2 separate regions of the Danio rerio genome follow, and region 1 is linked to region 2. A link is a contact called in public HiChIP or PLAC-seq data. All regions are on one chromosome and are shown on one strand. The core of a region is the stretch at or near the end of the contact, and the rest is flanking DNA. Distances in the headings are between cores, read along the strand shown.

Region 1 (4,812 bases), core at 1,095-3,594, 260 kb after region 2:
GTTTTTAGCAGTGTGGGACACATATACAACTGTCAACAGCTCAAAAAATGTGTTTTGGTGTTTCGTGACCCTTTAAACTCTAGTCAAGTCCAGCATTCCAAGTCTATACAAAATGTAGCATTTTAACCAACAGTAGACCTACACATAAGACTTAAAATTATTGTTGTTGTTTTACCATGTTTGAGAAATAACAATCATAATAGCCTACTCATAATAACCTTAATTTTACATCTACAGAATCCTGAGAAAATTGTGATCTTGATTTTAAGCAAAAAAAAAAAGTGATTCTGATTTTAGCCAGAATTGTGCAGCCCTAGTTAAACATACCACATTTCACAAAATAATGTATCCCACGTTCTAAACAACCACATAAATGATCAGAACCTTTTTGCTGTTTACATACTTAACAGTAAGACGCAGTTGTTAGCATTCAGCAGACGTTTGGTGACCTCTCCCGTGGTCAGAGCAGGATACGGACAGCACAGCTCAGCTAAAAGACCACTCATCTCCAGCTGAAACCCCTCCGCCTCGCTTGGACCTGCAAACACCACACCCAAATCCATCAGGCAAATCCTACATATTTTAATTCTGCAGAAACACAACCTAAATGACTCTTCTTTGGTCTGATTGAGTATATGATGTGCGCAGTATCAAACTCACAGTTGGTCGCCTGCACATTCTCCTCTAGTTTGCAGTAGAGTTTCAGCTCAGACACAAGCCACGCACACAGTTTGGTGAACTCTGGAGATTCAGCACCACCAGTCACAGCTGTCTCAAGAGTTCCATCCTCTAGAAGTGGACCCTGGTATCTGCAAACACACATTCAGTTTGACTATATTTGCATTTTGAGAGGGTTTCCTGGATCATGCTGCACTTCTATTTGGGAGAATGTGAACTGACCAGTGTTGTGACACTGCAAAACGTAACTGCTTATCTCTGATATAGATTTCTAAAGCTGAATGTGTTAAGTCAATAATAGACATTATACAGCAATTAGGTACAGTCATCAAATAGCATTAAAAATACATTACATAAAACATCCAAAACCCACCCATGTTTGTCAGTTCTGCACTGATTCTAGAACAGTCTATGGACTTGATAATCTTGTAAACTCGTCTGACACAGCAGTGGTGACAGAGGTGTGTTCGTTTAGGCTATGATGATTCAGGCTATTTCTGGCGCTGGCGATATTTGAGATATTTAAGCACTGCTGGGCAGGGCTGCACGGCCCAAATCAGAACATTGATCACAGAAATCACGCTGTCAAATACATGTGCCAGTAGCCCAGGCTCTGAAATGACCTGACATACAACAGATCTCGACTACTGAGGGTTACAAAACGTTTGAAAATAACAGCTTAAAGCAGATGTAAACTACAGACGTTGAGAATAAGAGAAGCGGATCTGGGTGTCAGACCATGCAGAACACCCGGCGAACCAGAGCACGCGTGCTAATGATCACATTTGTGCCGTAAACCAAAATATAAACCTCTAATAAGACAACAGAAACACATATTATAAATGGGGACTTCATTCACATACCCCAGGTCCTCCAAAGAGTCAAGAATATCAGTAACTTCCATTGTGAATCACTCCCTCTAGCAGCCGTAACGACTGCAATGCTAGGTTGGCATAATGGGGCCCTCGTCTCAGCACTTTAAGCTGACCAAATATATGCCGGAATATATTTCTAAAACTCTAAACCATCTCTGTCTAAACAACTAAATCCATGTTTATGTTTCACGCGATATTCTAAAGATATAAAAAGACAAATAAACACAAATAACTATTTATTAAATCATGAAATAAAGCTGTATTTTAATATGACATTTTATAAATATCGGAAAAAACCCATATACACGAAATAATGCAGACTACAATGTTTCCATGTAAATCCAAAACCAGAAAAACCTGAACCAAATCGAAAAAAGTCAAGATAAATGTTTTTTAAAAAAAGGCCAAAATAAATAAATAAAAATTTGATAAAAACAAACATGAATTAGTAAATAAACAAACAAATAAATGATGTGCTATGAAATGTAACTTTAGGATAATGGTACCTTTTCGATGATCTTATATCTTGGGTAATTTAATTATTGGCATAAAAAATATTGAAAAATATTTGTTGTGTCTATGATGAAGTGTAGAAATTGTACAAACTCGAAATAAAATAAAGTGAAATATATAAAATTAATAGAATCTAAGCAAAAAAATCTAAATTATAAATTTAACAGTTTCAATTTTGTGTGAATTAGTCATTTTGCCTTTGTAAAGTGAGCAAAACAGTTTTGAACAGGCATTGTTTTGAATCGCCTATATAATGTGCGTTACTTCTCCAGTCCTGCAGACGGCGCTGTGACTGGACTCAGACTCATTTTAGACCCAAAAGAGCTCATAGCTCAGAGTGAATGGAAACAAACTCGTTACAACAACACATGTATCTATGAGATATTGATGTTTAAAAATGTACCGAGGTCCGTCGAACCCCGACTATCACCGGGCACCGGTACCTCCATCACGTTTCGGACACCCTATAGCACCTTTCGGACCTCCGCCGTTCTGTCCTCCTTTTGGGGTTCCTCCTCCGGGGCCTCGATACTGCAGTCCGCAGCCTATTCCCCCTCCGGGACGCCCGTACGGACCAGGCAATGAAAACTACAACAGAGATTCATTCTACGAGGTGCGAGTTTTTACTGTGCATTCATAAAAACAACCTGCACTTATTTGTCCCACAGATCGAGCTGATAGAAATACCGGATGTACGTTACGTCTTTTAAAATATGTTTTATTATATCTATGTCATGTATATTTATGGATTTAATGCAAGATATGCATTTTGATAGCGGTGCACGAAATAATAGTTCAATGATTTCGGTATTGTATGTGGAACTTGACATGCAATCAATGAGTGTGATGTCATGTGATTAAAAATGAGTTTAAGGATTGTTTAGCATCTCAGTAATTAATTTAACCTTATATGCTGATTTACTTTTGTTAAAAGTAATTTGGCGGTAACGTTATTTTTTTTTTTAGATTTAAAGAGAATAAAATGCATTGTGGTTTCATGGCTTTCTACTATAGGTCAATCAATGGCCTATGTTTTACTTGAATAACACATTCACAGGATTATTATTAATGACAGATATTTTTTATGTTGCTCTTTCTCCACTGCAGAACCGACCCTTTGGTGGTCTCACTACTGACCAGAGCGGTTCCACGATGATCACACCATCAAATCAGCTTTTGCTTGGTCAGTCCACACAAAACTGGTCAACTAAAAGTCTGGATGAGCAAAACCAAGAAGTCAGGTATGATTGGAGAAAAAAGTAGAGTCAAAGTTTGTTTAAAGTGAGATCAATTTGTGTCACACAACTGTATGTGGGTCAAGGGCAAAAGATCAAAAAGGATCAAATAAAAATAAATTATTAAAGCCGTATAAACTGTACTCTAATGTTGCAATGTGATAGACTTTTAATAAACATTTTAATATGTTATTGTGGCCCTAAAATGCCAGACAAGATGATGATTTGATGTATAAACTATTATACACTAAGTGACATTTTAGTTGCTGCATTTTGTGCTTCGTTTTCTCACACAGTCCAAAGACATGCGCTATAGGTGAATAAGGTAGGCTAAATTGTCTGTAGTGTGTAGGTGTGAATGAGTGTGTATGGATGTTTCCCAGTGATGGGTTGCAGCTGGAAGGGCATCCGCTGTGCAAAGCGTGCTGGAGAAGTTGGCGGTTCATTCCGATGTGGCGACCCCAGATTAATAAAGGGACTACGCTGAAAAAAAAATGAATGAATGAATGAATAATATGTACCCCTGAGCAATCTACATTTTCTTTCCATTAAATATAGCCTCAGCCTTATCACCCCGCAGCCCAAAAGAGGTTACTCACTGAAGCTAAGCAGGGCTGCACCCGGTCAGTACCTGGATGGAAGACCACATGGGAAAACTAGGTTGCTGTTGGAAGTGGTGTTAGTAGCCAGCAGGGGGTTGTGTGAGTACCCCAGTATAGTGAAGGGGAGGCTATGCTGTCAGTAAGCGCAACTTCAGTGCATTTCCATAAAACTAACCATGTAATTCTTCTTTCAGGTGAGATGTCAAACTGAGGTCTTGACTCTCTGTGGTTATTAAAAATCCCATGGCACTTTTTAGGTGTAAAAAAAGTAGGGATGTAACCCAGGTGTCCTGGCCATATTCCCTCCATCAGCCCTTATTCATCATGGCCTCCCAATCATCCCCATCTATCAATTGGCTCTATCACTAGCCCCTTTCACATTTGTGTGAACAGGCCCTTTTTGAAAATATTATTAAATTTGTTCCGGCAAGTTCCTGGAAAGAGAAGTTGAAACATTACAGGTAGTTTGCTGGACTGCTGCTCTGTGTAAAGGCAGGAGGAAAATTGCCGCAAAGAGCGCGTTCACATCTAGAACGCGCTGACATGACTCTAGCCAATCAGAACATTCAGACTCATTCACATCCACGCTGTTTCTGAAAATAAAAGCCTTTGAATCTTTTCCAGACACATTTAGCTGCTAGATGTTAGTCAGATAACGTTTCTTTGTTGTGATTAATGCCAACTGTGGAAAATCTATAGATAAAATGCTTATAAAAAAATGCTGTGAATTTACTTTTAAGCTGCTTCAGTTGTTTGACGCGTAAAGAAGTACTTCGGTGAGCGTCAGCACATACACACATTATGTACATTTTGACATGCGAAAGTGTTTCTCCATTTGTTTTTATCAAAGTTAATCAGAACACTTCTCCATCCACAGAATTTGCAGTGTAGTCAAATGTGTAAACATTT
Region 2 (5,574 bases), core at 1,228-3,727:
TGTTACGAGTTATGAATTCAAAGACCAAAACAAAAAGAAAGTGGTCTGAAGTACTTAGTTGAAGCATGCCATTAACATTGTACTCTCTCTCTCAGTCCTGCTCTTCTCTTTTAGTTATGATGGTCATTATTTTTAAACTATAAATAGCGGTGACCCAAGAATAGCTTTATGACAGCACTGTCTCTCTGTTCCTTAACTGAATCCCCGTTTCAGCTCCAGCCATTAGACCTGGCAGCTGAGGCAGGAACTGTCTTTTTATTTAATTAGAGATCATGAATTGATTAAAACATAACTCTAGTTTGGTAGTATTCCTCACAGAAGAGAGTGTTTGTGCATGTAAATCACAAGAACATTCTGTTTAACACCCGTTAACAATGTTCACCAAAACACTGGGTTCTCCTGAAGGATGATCTCATGCAATCAATAAATCAGTCTGAGGTCCTCTTCCAAATACTCTGAAGCTGATGAGGAATGGTATTCCTTGTCTGTCTCACCCACTCATGTCCTAGAATGGGCCGAGCTTAGTCTGGGCCTAAAATGGTCTTGATCTAAGGAAGTTTCTGAGTCACCTTTCAGTAATGCTGTAAAGACATCCTGCTTATCCAGATAACAAGCATCTGTAGGAGGACAGCGACTTTCGGCTAAGTTTAGGCAATTGTGAGCATGTGAAAGAATGGAGGCATGTTCATCTATTTGTGTGTGGAGGCTGCGTGTGGATGTTCCATGTATTAATAGGATCCGGTTTTCGACGTGTAGGGAGGCCATAGGGTCCCCGTTCATGGGCAGAAGACTGTCAAAGTCAGATTTAGAGCTGGTAAGCAGTCAGGCATGCTGTAGGGAGAAAGTCATTTGGATTACATAACTGCGCTGAACAACAAGGATCACTTTAATGAGTAAATCAGCAGAATAAATCAAGGGTTCTGTTTTAATAGTGTTGAAACAGCTGGGGAGTGCTGAAAAAAAAAAAGAGAGCCTCTTAAAGATGGACTTAGCTGGTTTAGGATGTCACAACACACTCAACGCTATTAATAATATAAGTTTCATAAAGAGTTTCGCAGTGATCCATTTTGGGTTTCCTAAAGAACTCTTCAGTGAACATTTCTTAAAATACCTTTTTTTTATAAGAATAAAGAACATTTTTAAAAATTTAAATATTTTAGGGGGAAATTAAATTGTTCAATGGTAGTAAACGGTGGGATAGTATAAGTTCTTTGTGGAACCATACACTTAATGCCAATGAAGAATCTTTAATTTTAAACAGGTACTTCAACCAAAAATGAAAGGCAAGAAGAAATTTCCCTGTAAGTATTAAGCTGGAGGATTTTCAAGCTGGTAAATCCTTTTTTGCTAGGAAATACACATATAATTGTGCTCTGGTATAAATAGGCCTTGTCATAAAACAATCCATCTAAAAAAGGCCAAGATTGTTTTCTGATCTTTTAACTTGGCCAAGCTGGTGGCTGTCAGTTGAATTTATTTATTTTTTGACAGTTTAAAAGTCGAAAAACCTCTCTAAATCCAACCACCATGGCAGGTCAGGCCAACAGAATAGTTACATTACATGCAAAGCCCATTCAAATTCTTTTTAGCCTTTAGTACATTGAATAAAAAATTACATATTTTTTCCACCTATATTTTTAACCATCAATTTGTCCTTAATGTTCTGGGATGCTGTCAAACAAAATAAAAAGTGTAATACTTTACCGTACATTAGATTTCAATCACTTTAATAACTCCTGAGCCCAAAGTGTAGTCTTTTCTCTTTCACATCTTGACATTTTGGTTTGAGTGGGATATATGTGGTTAAAGCATACTGTGATCACGCTTTTACTAATTATGTGCATAATTGTGGTTTTCTGTTTACATGAGCTCCATCTTAATCACAGTGCTGCCGTTATCACAGTATAGGTTGCATTCATGCACACTGTAAAATTGTAATAGGATTTTTGTTTAGTTTTGTACTAATATTGTTAAAGTTAATTCGTTCATTCATTCATTCATTCATTCATTCATTCATTCATTCATTCATTTTCTGGCCAGCTTGGTCCCTTTATTAATCCGGGGTCGCCACAGCAGAATGAACTGCCAACTTATACAGCAAGTTTTTACGTAGCACATCCCCTTCCAGCCGCAACCCATCTCTGGGAAATGTTCAAGTTCATGTCCAATTCTGAACTATATATAACACTTTTTCCTCCAAAAAGAGGTGTGCAGCTGATGCTTGCACTCTATGTGACAAGCTTGACTTATGATGGCTGCATTTACAGTATCAGACTTTTTTTTTTTTTTTTTTTTTTTTTTACAAACGACCCCCACCTTCAAATTCATAAGTATGCACAATTTATATACACAAACTTTTTTTTTGACTCTGGTATAAAGGTTCAGCCCCACATGTGTGTTCCAATAAGAGCTCCATCCCTGACGTCATGTCTGCAGGAGATTGGCTATATGGAGTTCGAGCACAAACTCCTGCCCTTGCACACTCACACGCGCTCAAAGTTTTCCAAGACTTTTCAAACTTCTGCTCGAGCTCAAACCGCGCGCACGCGAGCTCTCTCGCCGCCTTGACTCCCGTTTTCCCCGATTTCCGTTTCGTGCTTTGAAATTTTCTTTAACTCCAAGCATTTTCCCCCTCTTCTAAGTTATGTTTGCCTCTAAGTGTTTTCTTATGGCGAATAGATGACAGCGCGCGAGGGTTTACAACTGCTTCACACGCGACACAGTGGAGCTGCGCTTCTATAGTTTTATTTTGGTATCTTTCTATCTATAGTGTATATTTATAGTACAGAGGCTTTCTTTCAAACTTCCCCAACACTTTGACTGCTAAAGGATATGGCTATGCTCGTGTGGGACATCATTGTTTCTGTTACGTTATTAATTTCTCCGGCTTTTCTTTCGGCGGATCAGAGCGGCTTCAGGAAACTGTACGTTGTGCAACCGGGACCGAGCGGTACAGACGGGGTTCACGTGAGCTCCATTTCATCGCTCTCGGGAGCGTCGGGACAGCCACACTCATACAATGTGGAGCTGAAAGCCAGCTTCGGTGGCCAGGTCCGGACCCGCAGAATGGGTCACCAGCAGAACCCGAGCATTCCGATCCGCCAGGACGCGCAGTCTGGCCGACACACATCCAGCCATCACATGAAAGTGTCAGGGTAAGAACAGAGCCGAGTATAAAGTATTTAACACTTCATTTAGGATGTTTTAGCTTCATTATATATTTTAACAAACGATCTTGATTATTTGACAAAATAATTGACCATAATAGGCACGAATAACAGTTCAAAACATGCAAATACAGAATGAATGAGCAGGGATTTCTATTATCAGTGCTTTATGCAAAGTTGTTTTGCAGTCACTTAACAAATACACAAACTTTCAAACTATGAATAATTGTTTTTTTTTTTTTTTTTTTTTTAGACTTGTACTCGTTGAAAACTGGGCTGATGGTAGTTTAGGGTTGAATGAAATAAATGCAAAAATTAACCTCTGCAACACAACATCATAAGAAAGTTCATAGTGAGTTTAGTTATCTTTACTGAAGATACCACAGTAATATTCTTAAAAGTCATGCATGCTTTGAAACTTTTAGAAAGAGTCAACTAATGATTTTACTGTTCCATTAGAGATTTGGAGCCTTATTGCCAATGATGTGTTAGCAGCCACATGACATTAAGTAGCAATAAATTTGATAAGTCATCCAGTCTACAGCGAGTCGTAACCTTTTAAAAAGCACAGTAACATCTGTTGTTTCAGTAAGCCACGCGAGCCAGTTTAAATGTAGGCTACCGGCTCCCCTAGTAATGAACTCGATGCCCCTTAAAAAGTTTCGGGAGGCCATTTACAAAGTTTTTTTTTTACATTCCCTACAATCACACTGAGTAACAAGTGTATCCCAGCCTGTATTTCTTCATATTTTCTGTCACTTTACTATGAAGTACAGTATGAAGTAGTACAGTGGGAATAAGAGGACTGATTATATTGGAGCCTCCACCAGCTTTGGCCCCGGGCCCTCATGCCACTAGTGACAGCAGACTTACGTCAGAAACCGCTCTGGGTGGCCGAGGAGATTGACCGGGGGGTTACAGTAAGGTTAGTAGGTCCATTCAGTTTGTGTGTGATTGTGACTTTTGATGTCATTGCAGAGTGAACGTCTGTGGGGGGCAGTGCTGTGTTGGTTGGAGCAAGACCCCAGGATCTCAGCGCTGCACTAAACGTGAGTTATGATGATTTTGTGTCATGCATGTGCTTGCATTTTCTCAGGCCTTATTTCTGCACTAAAACTATTCTAAAATCTTTCTTGGACAAGAGAAAGCCCTTCATCACCCTCAAAAATAAGTTCAAAAACACTTCAGTTTAATATTGTTTCCAAAGGACTGTGGGTCTCACATGAAATCAATTATTCTAAGAATGTCAACAAAATTAGTTGAATTTAATAGTGTTGAAGAGTGGATTAAGTTTGGTTAGTCTTCTAACACAAACATTGCTGCTTCCATTCATCCTATTTAGGAAGAATCATGAAGTTTCCAACTCTGATTCTCATCATTTACTGATCACTGACTGAGGGTTTGGACTTGCACTGATGTCCCTTTGGCTTAGAACCTGTGTTATGTGCTTTTGAGCAAGACATTCAATTATGTCTTGCTCCATAGCCTTAACTGCAGTATGTTGTTGAAAAATATCCCTCTGGATATAAATGTGTGCTAAATACAAGAAAGAAAGAGGAAAGAGTAACCACAAGTATGTCAAATTCTGATGATTAATACAAAACTAGCATTTTTACTCTCCTTTTTAAACAAACAGCTTCAGCCTACTTGTGAGTTTGTGTCTGGACATACGTCATTCAAGGCTTCCTAGGGTAATGGTGTTTCTGGAATATCACCAATTTTTAAAAGGTTTATTCAGGCATTGAAAGTCAGAGAATTTATATATATATATATATATATATATATATATATATATATATATATATATATATATATATATATATATATATATATATATATATAAAAAATTTTTCAAGTCATGGAACCATGAATTTTGATCATTTTATTTTTGCTTATCACATTGTTTTTCGTTGCAATATTTGTTATGGTTTGTCTTTTTTGTCCATGCCATTTTATTTAATTTCTGCTTGTCAATTGGCAATCAAATATATTATGAGTTTTTATATAAACATAAGTTGTTTTCTTTTGTTTTGCTAAAAATGGTTGTAAGTAAATGAGACCGGATGTCTTGACTCCTTTGAGTCACAATGGCTGATCCTAAAGAGCATCTATGATGAAAATCATCTTTTGTAAGCTGTTTGGGCAGAACTGTGTGTAGGTATAGTGTGTCCACACTAGTTTTGGGGTAAATTTAAGACAGTAAGTCACTTTTTTTTTTACAATTTCCTGATGTTAAAATAGGATCCAAATCCCTCCCATTTTGAGGCCCACTGCACCATGACGTAGGAGTGCCGTTTCCCCACCCACCGAATTGATTCACAGCCACATATAAACATGTCTTCATAGTAACGCGTATAATCATATCAACAAGACAGGACGTGCGCAAAGCAACTGGGATCAAAAGATC

The links. HiChIP or PLAC-seq counts read pairs in DNA pulled down with a chosen protein or histone mark.
Region 1: an H3K4me3 HiChIP or PLAC-seq map of gastrula embryo shows a contact between it and region 2, with 3 times the contacts expected there. The contact joins the promoter of si:ch211-195b21.5 here to the promoter of ltbp1 in region 2. A contact is called at or near these places in 2 of 4 datasets of contacts at active chromatin or transcription factors (embryo and gastrula embryo).

The regions. Positions count from the first base shown.
Region 1 is chr17:24,539,637-24,544,448 of GRCz12tu, forward strand. si:ch211-195b21.5 reads left to right here and starts at 2,345. Exons shown (of 8, transcript XM_001922576.7): 1 at 2,345-2,679; 2 at 3,174-3,307. The coding sequence starts at 2,464. fam98a (family with sequence similarity 98 member A) reads right to left here and starts at 1,645. Exons shown (of 8, transcript XM_021474366.3): 1 at 1,542-1,645; 2 at 661-809; 3 at 404-538. The coding sequence starts at 1,582.
Region 2 is chr17:24,277,804-24,283,377 of GRCz12tu, forward strand. ltbp1 (latent transforming growth factor beta binding protein 1) reads left to right here and starts at 2,478. Exons shown (of 29, transcript XM_073928505.1): 1 at 2,478-3,155; 2 at 4,146-4,216. The coding sequence starts at 2,833.